2 separate regions of the Anas platyrhynchos genome follow, and region 2 is linked to region 1. A link is a contact called in public Hi-C data. All regions are on one chromosome and are shown on one strand. The core of a region is the stretch at or near the end of the contact, and the rest is flanking DNA. Distances in the headings are between cores, read along the strand shown.

Region 1 (4,684 bases), core at 1,490-3,989:
AAGCACACAAGCCAATACTGCAGCTGTTAGACCCAGTAACAACTCGAATAAAGGACTCTGACTAATTGTGCTCTTAACCAATTACTGTCCTACCAGTATTGAGAAGAACCATTAGGAATAAAGCATGAAACAGAAGGCTCTTTTCCACTTATAACTTTAGCAAGTTTGGGGCACTAAGTTCTCAGTTATTATGGATAAATGCCATAACTGTTTTAGCCAAATTTCCTTCATGAATAACAAGCATATAAAGTCAGTGACATTTACAAGGGAGTACAGAAAGACACCCAGAGCAGGTACGTACATTACTTCAGTACATTTCACTTGGTTCACAAGGCCATATCCATAGGTGACCCTCACAGCCACTCCTCATTGCATCATGGTTCCTTATATTGCTTCCTGAACTACCAAGGCTTCAAACAGGCTCCCTGCCTTTGACCTTCAGAGGCCAAATCCAGTGGGTCACCCGCCAGTTGTCTGCATGTGGACAGCACAATGCATAAGGAGGGAAGGAATTAGATACTACTTTCATACAAATTTATCACTAGTTTGGCAGGTCGTCTTGATTACTAACCTCAAATAATGGTGGCAACTTTTTGTGACAACTGTCTTAACACAGCAGCATACAGAGACAGCATGCAAAGCATTGATGGAACAAGAAACAAAACTTAGTTCTGTAGTACAAAAACAAACAAACAAAAAAAAAAACAATTTGTCATAAGGCAGATGGTCTAGCATTATGCTCCAACAGTAACTGAAGTGAATGAGAAACAAAGACAATGGTCTGTCTCTGGTTAAGTGCAGTATCAGGAAGACACAGAGGTAACTCATTTCCCTTCTTACTTAAACTAACTTTTTTACATAAAAGTTATTTCACTTTTACTTTAATTCTAGACAATAACACACAAGATTGAAATAATTGCTCCAGCAATTAAAAAAAATAAAATTAATGAACAGAAAACAGCAGTGGTACTGGTGGTCTTGGCCTAACCTGGTTGCACTGAGACAATGTCAGAAAGGCGTTCAATGTCTTGCAAGGCTGAGTCCCTTTGCTAACAAAATCTGCACAATGAATAGCAATGTATCATCCCCATGAACTGGATTTGTTTGTTCAATTGTTTTACTGGAAGTGTATTTATACTTAGGTCTAATACATTGTCTGGCAGAGTAAGGAGCCCTGAAAGGGATAATCTTGCCTGAAGGTTCTGAAAAATCTTCGTTGTCTCTCTGTCATGAAGTAACACCCACTTGAGAATTTTATGAAGTGTTTTTTTTTTAATAAAAATATATTTCTTTCATAAGCATATAACCAAGAAAATTTCAGCAGGTATTGTCAAGTACTCCAATCACCTAAAAAAGAAACAGTATGCAAAAACACACTCTTGTCACCAATGTATAGCTGTGACATCTGTTACTTTTGAACTGTAAGCTCTTTTGAAACTCATGGGAATTATAAATTAGAAAGTCTTATCACCATTGCGTAGGTTGCTAACAACATGGTTTTGATCACCCTTGATCTCCAAAGCAGCACTGCAAGGTGGCAACTGCATGTATGGTAAGTGCAGGTATGTCGAATTCTCAATTACAAAGAAGAGTAAGTTGTGGTACCCAACCCTCTAATGAGAGCTTTCATTCAGAAGCCCAACTTTAGGCACGCTTTCTGAAATGGATGCACACCAGTATCTGTCCCTGAATGTAGGGCACTCAATATAAGGCTGCCTCAAAAGAACACTGTTAGGAAGCTGCAGAGGTGGAAATAAAGCCCAGAACTGATCACTACCTGTATTTCTGTCAGCAGCTTCCCACTCCAATACATCAGTGCCAACAAGCTGTGCAATTTACAGATTACTTGTAAAACAAAGAAAATCCTCTTTAAATAAATTGTAGACAACAAGAAAGTCAATGCAGTAAATATTCAAAGTAAATCATAAACATCTACAAACTAGAAAGCTTTTCACTACCATTTTGCATGGATCAAGCAATTCTTACATTTGTTTCTGTTCTGAACAAGAATGGGAATGTTCTTCCTGACTGGGATAGAAAAACAAAGTTAAAAGCAACAAAGTGACTCCATAGCCAAGGGCCCTTGGTCATAATTTTCAGGATTACATTCATAAATGTAGTTTATAAAAGGCTCAGGAATGGCTATTGGAAACTCCAAGAATTTCAATATTCAAATATGTTAACTTTTTTTTTAAATTACAGCAAACAACCTTATGCTACCCTCATTCCAAAGGATGAAGCATCGCACCAACACAAGCATCTTTCAGCAAGTGCTGAAACCATTCAGTCCAACATAAGTCTTATTTCAACATCTCTTAAGAGAATAAAGCAATTTAAAAAGATGCATTTGAAAAGTGTTTTTTCTAAGTACTGGCCACTCTGTGTATATAAAAAAGAACGATTAAGGAAAAGCCCTAATCTAGTAGATCATCTACAGAGGTGAAAACATTGAGGTTTACATACTGATAGAAACTAAAAGCCTTTGCATTAAGCGTAACAGTGAAGGAAATTAACAATCTGTTAACCAAGAACTTGCCCTGTCTCCAGTGTCTGTCACTGAGGTCCTAGAATATGTTTAGCATTTTGTTTAGCAGTAGGATCCTATCTATTAATAAAAGCTTAGGAGACTTCAATATTTAAAGCCTTCTCCTGGTCCCTCTTACTCTTTACCTCAGCAAATCTTGAAGAAATCATTGAGCAATTTGCAGGGGCTGGAAGTAAGCAACACTGATGACTGTTCTGTGTGGATATTAACTAAGCCAGGACTCATTTCATAAGAATGAGGAGTTTGTCATTTTAAGTTGTGCAGTGTGGTGTGCCAGATGACTTCTGCCTTCCTCCCTGAAGACAGCTACTGAGCCAGCTCTGAACAGATGCAGCATTACAGACCACCTTCTTCTGGAAGTATCAGATAGTCAAAATACTTTTATGGACTCCAAACAAAAAGAGAGAAGAGGAAAGAGAAAGAGCCCTGTCTCCACTAGGAAGCAGCAGGGACCCCAGGCAGCAGCTTCCAGCTCTTTTGTTCTGCTCAACTTCTGAACTCCACGAGAATCTGCCTTGCAGCTGCAGAACTAGGACTTCTTCCCTCCATGTTTTAGCAAGGAAGACTACATGATGCAGTAGCATCACACACAAGGATATTCTACGACCACTCCCAAAGTCTTTCCCTAAGAGCAGGCTGAAGAAAAGAAGGGAGATGGTCCATTTTTCCATAGGCCAAATCATGTTTTCCTTGCTGAGAAACTAGACGGGAAGAGGACAGGCATGGGAAGAGCTGACCCTATGCCTCCTCTTATTAAACAAAACCTTGTTACTTGCATGCAATCCATACAATATTAAACTCTACATACTCTGGAGTTGGCCTGAAGCCTAACAAAACTGGAACCACCCCATCCTTATTGGCTTTATATAGATAGGTACAGAAATATACAAAGTTAAGATGATTCATGCTCTCTGGAATGAAGGGCAGCAGCACAGCTTTGCTTAAGCAGAGATATTCATGGGAGCAGGCAAAATAGACTGAGAACTCTGACGGCTGGGAAAAACTGCTAAATATTGTTCTTTTTAGCTGCTGAAAAGGAAGAATATTACTGAAAAAGCTGGTAGGGAGGCAGGTGGGCCAGCTGATTCTACAAACGGGAGGAAACTGGAAGATGTCTGGGCCAAGCAAGGTTTAGCTCTTGATTTGCTAGTCAATTAAAACTAAACTTGTGAAATAAACCAGTGCCAAATGCCTAAAATTAAAATGCACTGCTTCCATCTGCCACAGGACTCCTTAGTTTATTTCTCTTTTAGAATTAGTTACCCATTGAAGTTATTCTAGGAGCTTCTCTGCATATGTCACAATGAAAGGACAAGCCGCACTATCAAATTTATAAAATTATCCCATTGAACAAAAAATCTGAGTAGTATGCCTCTTAAAAGGCAAGAAATGCTTTGATTCTATAGGCAAAACATTTAAGCACTGCTATGCACTTTAAATGGAATGGGAGCTCAAGATGCACACAGTTAAACACCTGAGTATTCTAGAAGTATTTTGAAAGTAGTCTGAAGTTTTCATAATCACCTCAGGATAGTGTAGTTTCTAAGAAAAACTAGATTATTTTTCAAGAGTTTGATCTCAGCCAGAGACTGGTGATATAAACCTAGAGACCTACTCCAGATTTAAAGGTGCTGATGTAGTTTTTCCACACAAAGTAACTAAACTCTGCAGAAAGAAAGCAATGTCGGATTAGACTATTATGCTGTTTTATAGACTCAAGATTCATTGTAGTATATTTTTGTATTGCACTAATGAGATGCCAGCTCTAGCTGAACAGCTATACAGATGTCTAACCTTCAGAAGCTGGGATAACCATATGTCAAACTTCTGTGGTTTTGCCACTTGATATTTTGTGTGTATGCCTTCATTTGTGATAATAAATATCAGGCCACAAACTAATGTCTACTCAGATATCTAATATGTTTAACACTCAAAGCAGCTTGAAAATCTAAACATTTCTGCTGTTAGCTTGAGTTCTCCTCAAAGAATTATGCTACAATATATACCAGATGAATAGGCTAGGGATAACGCAACCACTGCCAGTTTTTAGGATGGGTTTCTCTCTACCATTTTGTATGTATATTTTTTATGCTGTAAAACACACACAGTTCAATCCCTCTGCCTTCCTCAATGCCTTCG
Region 2 (4,684 bases), core at 1,150-3,649, 110 kb before region 1:
CCAGCTATGTTGTTTACATTGCAAAGAAAGGAGCTTTTTTGATCAGGGGAAGCTGAGTCACTCCCTGTTAGTTTTATCATTTTGCAAAGAGAGAGAGCTGATGCCTGATCTTTCTCTGACCTTTTATTCAAGCTTCTTTGCTGGGTTCCCAGGCTGTTGTATTCTGTTTAGTCATATCTTGTTGATATTCAGAAGAATCAGATACTTTTTCATTTGGTGTTACATGACATCATAGGCAAAAGCAGCAGAAATCCCATGAGTTTACCCTCTGGTCAAAATCGTTCACTGGGAGGATGAGACTCAATCCTAGAACTTTTTTCTGGGTTGTTCTCTATTTTCAGGGATTTGTGTTGGGGGGTGGCAATGGGAAGGGGCTGAAGTTCTCTTGTTTTTTTTTCCCACAGAGATCATAAGACAAACAGACCATGGGTCAGGTAATGTAAGCAACAGTCTGAAAAACCCTTGCCAAAAATTGTAACCACCCAATCAGCTCTGAAGGAAAAAATTCATTTAAGTGACACATGTTAATAGTATTGAATTCAAAACAAGTGTTTTGACGTCCAGATGTTGGAAAGTGCCATATCCTGATTAACAAAAATATTTTCTGCTCTTTCAGATCTTCCTTCCTTATGTTGATCACAATTCAAGTTTTGAAGAAATTCTTTCCCACTACTGTCCACTGATCACATCACTGAAGTATTTCAAAATTTTAACTTCTTTCCTATAAGGAAAAAATGGAAAGCATAACCACAAATATTTATGTTAGTGTCACTGCTTATTATTGGAAGCTTAGTTCAGTCTGCTGCAGTGCCGTTGCAAGAGCATACCATCAGATATGGCATCCAGCTCCTCAAGGCATTTTACAACAACATCAACACACACAATCTTTATAACCTGGGAAAGACAGAGTATCCCAAATGGAAAGGTGTGAGTGATGTACAGAAATGTCCCCATGCAAATGTTTATAATTGGAAGGCTTTGGAAAGGTATGGCAATGGTATCAATAGGAATGAGCTCTAAGTGTAAGTTGTCTTTTGAGTATCTCACTCATGGGGAGGGAAAAAAAGAAAAAAATTAAAAAAAAAAAAAAGAGGAGAGAAAGCAAGATTTTGATGTTAACTCCTTCAGTGAAGGCACTGCCACTTGTGATGCTCCGCAGCCAGATGGTTATTTAACTGTCTGCTCTCTGCTGCCATGTCAGAACCCCAAATTTTCCTGTAATGTGGCAGTGTAGGATGAGGGGAAAAAAATCTTGGAGAGGGAAATTTAGGCTAGCATACAATAAAGTCTGTTTAGCTTTCAATACTTGCTAAGGCTAGAGCAGATAAGTAGTGAAATTCCTAAGCTTATAAATGTTTATTGACTGATAAGATAGTGTCTATATTGTTAAGGTGAAAGAGTCACCAGTGATCATGATGCCAATGAAGTTCCCTTTCCACAGAAGACAGCCCATGTTGCCCTAGCTGAGTGCAGTGTGCTTTTCTTTTGGGTGGCCATCCTTATGGGGATGGCATTACTCCATGCCCAGTGAGTAGTGGAAGACAAGTGAAAGTGAAAGACAGATAAAATACAGAATTCTACAATAATAACCGGGAACATAATTATCTAAGAGAAACAGGGTTGGGATAGAAGGCTCAATAATGTTTCTAGTAGCCTGCCTACTTTTCTCTTTTTCTTTCTCCTTTTCCCGACATGATAGCTTAGATCCCAATGTTAGCCCTATCACTTTTGTGCTACTACTTACTGCTATCCGCATTTGATAAATGAAGCCTTACAGCAATGGTGAGGGCTTATGTTCTACTTTGTCTTTTATTCGCTGTCTCAGAGTGCTTTACAGCAAAGGCAGAAAATACTTTGCTGCAACAGAAAAGCCTTCTCCCACTTGTCCTTACCAGGTGGGGAAAGAAAGACTCTTCTTTTGTTGAAGGTTTTCAGATTTACCAACAAAGGAAGCTAAGTGCAAGGAAGTTGTTGAAATGTAAGGGCAATCACAACAGCAAAGAAAGAGAGCATCTTTGCAGCCTAAATGAGAAGGAGTCTGGGGTATGGTCAACAACAGAATTTGAGTTCCCCATCCTCAGATCAGAGCCATAACCACAAATTATTCAATTTCCCTATGTAATGTACTTTGATACATCGTTACCTATCAACCAAGCAGCCTCATTTTCCAGAATTTTAAGGTTTATGGCCCATTTCCGTTTCCTTCTTTACTTTATGGGAAAAGATATATAATAAGCTATATTGCAAATATTGGGAAATGTCTTGCAAAGTCTTGTCCTAACCTAACATGACTGAGCAGTGTGGGAGGAGGAAGTAATGACTTCCCCCTGACCTGTGTAGCTGACATGAAGTCTGCCAAGAATCACAGCCTCTTTGCTCAAGGGAACACAGGAGCAACTCTTTGGAGAGGAGGCGGGGAAGGGGGGGCTGGAGGGGGTGTAGAAGCATGTCTCCACCCCCTCCTGTGCTCCGTGTGGCAGAAGAGAGTGGCTGCACCACTTAAAAAGAAGTAGTAAATTCCTCTCCACCTTCCCCCCACCAGCAGTTTGTTTCCGAAGGGTGGGGCGGTGTAGCTTTGCACGGCCGCTTCCCGGATTGGTACAGTTTTGCAGTGCCCACAACGTGGGGTAGCATATAAAACGCACAGTCTAGCCCATTTGGAAAAGAAAATGGTTTTCCTGCATGGGCAGAAAGACAGAGCTGTGCTGTAAGGATGGAATTTCACAACAGAACAAAAATAAAGCACAGTGCTGTTCCAGAATTTCTCGATTCTTATTCTAAACAGTAATAAACCCACCTCCCAAACCCCAGTCCGGACAAAATATTAGCATTCCCTCTGCTCTGGTTACAGCTCACATCCCTCTTAATACCTCTTGCTCTGCCATGAACTATTTGTATAAGAAAGGCTTATGTTTGAACTGGAATTGGCACAAATAGTTACCCATTGGATATTCCTTTTCTGCAGAAATCCGATCTCTTTCAGTGCTTCACAAATCACAGAATCCACAGAGGACAGAAGCCTGTGTTTTCGTCTTCTCCAAAGAGAATAAAAAATCGTCAGTAACTCTGACAGCTTCCTGTAGTGTGGCTCTCACAGCTTATTCCAGATGAGCTGAACATTAAACTTGCCATAAAAATGTTATGATGGGAGGATGTATCTCCCACAGTACTCAGAAATTATTTAGTGAGTTTTGCCATCATCACCCCCAGGCTGTAACCATTTCCCAGCTCTTCTGAGAAGTGAAAACAGTAAGAAAAAACTTAAAAACAAGCCATAGCAATGACAAATAAAAACAGCAGCCATCAGAGGTGACAAAAATGACCACAACTTAATGCAGAAGAGGCCATTGCTTATGTGAGCTTTGCAAACAACTTTACCTTGCCTACTTGGGCATGATGGAGGAGTTTGCAAGGGTTCACCCAAATCTGTATGCTGGCCCTGCACTCAGAACAGGAGGATGTGCCTTATTCTTGCCTCCACCACTTTCTCGCTGTGAGGTGCCAGAGATTCAGCTGGCCCCAGGCTCCCCAGAAGTGAGGCACGTGCTCTGCACCCCCTCTCGTCTCACCCTGGAGCAGCGCAGACAAAATGCCCTGCAGAAGAAAGAGGATTCGTATCCTTTATTCACCACCATGGACAATCAGTCACTGCCTATGATTTCACCAGTGGTTGCCCACTGAGGATCTGCCCCCTATGGTTTACTTCTCTCTGAGCAGCTGCTGCTCCTTCATAGTCTATTTGGTTATGTCATCAAAGCTTTTTCAGTATGGGTAAGGAACCTTTATGCTCTTAAGAGATCTGGAATTTCTCAAAAAAAAAAAAAAAAAAAAAAAGTTCTGATGTTTCTCAAGCCTCAAGCCTCCCTCCCTTTCCCCTTCTGAAAAGGTTTTAAAAATGTGGAATGTTGTGGGAAATTACTCAGAATGTAATAAAAATGTACATGTAAAAAAAAAAAAAAAATCTAACTCACAGCTTCCTTGGCTGGAATGATGTCCCAGGGCTGGATCCAGCTCAGCAATGCTCTTTGGCCTTTCTCTAGATTTCTCTTTCCAGGACCACATCCCTCATTTAGTCTCTGCTTCCAGGACCCTCTCTCTCACCCACACACACCACATAAATACACAGACACATACAGCTCTGACACACATTTCTTTCTGTGGCACAGGATACCCTCAAAGCTTTTCTCTTCAACAAAGTTCAAGCAGCCTCTATGCCGAGAACCTCCCTCCTATGCTCCCTGGTCTCCAGCTACATGCAAACACTCCAAAACACAGTTTATTTACTGGATCTGCTTTCTTAACCACTTGGTTACCACACCAGTTATTTCTCCTCCATGTATATCTTATAAAAAGTAACAGAAACACTGTTGGAAAGTACCAGCTGTTCAGTTTTTTTGTATTTTAAAATGTTATTTTATGACTATTCTTTTTGCATATGCACACACTTAAAGCACACCACAATTCAAAATTTCACTGATAAATAACAATTTAAAATAACTTTTAAAAATGTGAATATTACCTCTTTCTAATGTTTATCTAAATTTGCCTCTAAAGATTAAAAGACATATACTTAAATATATAACAGGGGGTTACTTTAAAAATTTCCAAATTAAAAAAGCCCTAAATCTCATTGGTTTCATAACAATTTTAACCTTCTTATTCAGAAGTAGCTTCAAAAAGTACA

Evidence for each region. Hi-C and Micro-C count contacts between places; a contact is called where the count stands out from the background.
Region 2: a Hi-C map of small yellow follicle shows a contact between it and region 1, with 2.3 times the contacts expected there. The contact joins two enhancer-like sites. A contact is called at or near these places in 2 of 8 Hi-C or Micro-C datasets (skeletal muscle and small yellow follicle).

What each region holds. Positions count from the first base shown.
Region 1 is chr3:22,938,561-22,943,244 of IASCAAS_PekinDuck_T2T, reverse strand. No RefSeq gene overlaps it. Among named protein-coding and RNA genes, the nearest start is that of TGFB2, 8.7 kb to the left of the region's middle. Within about 2 kb of position 2,739, at least 3 of the 8 cell types and tissues checked have an H3K27ac peak or open chromatin away from gene starts, as enhancers often do.
Region 2 is chr3:23,045,341-23,050,024 of IASCAAS_PekinDuck_T2T, reverse strand. No RefSeq gene overlaps it. Among named protein-coding and RNA genes, the nearest start is that of TGFB2, 98 kb to the right of the region's middle. Within about 2 kb of position 2,399, at least 1 of the 8 cell types and tissues checked has an H3K27ac peak or open chromatin away from gene starts, as enhancers often do.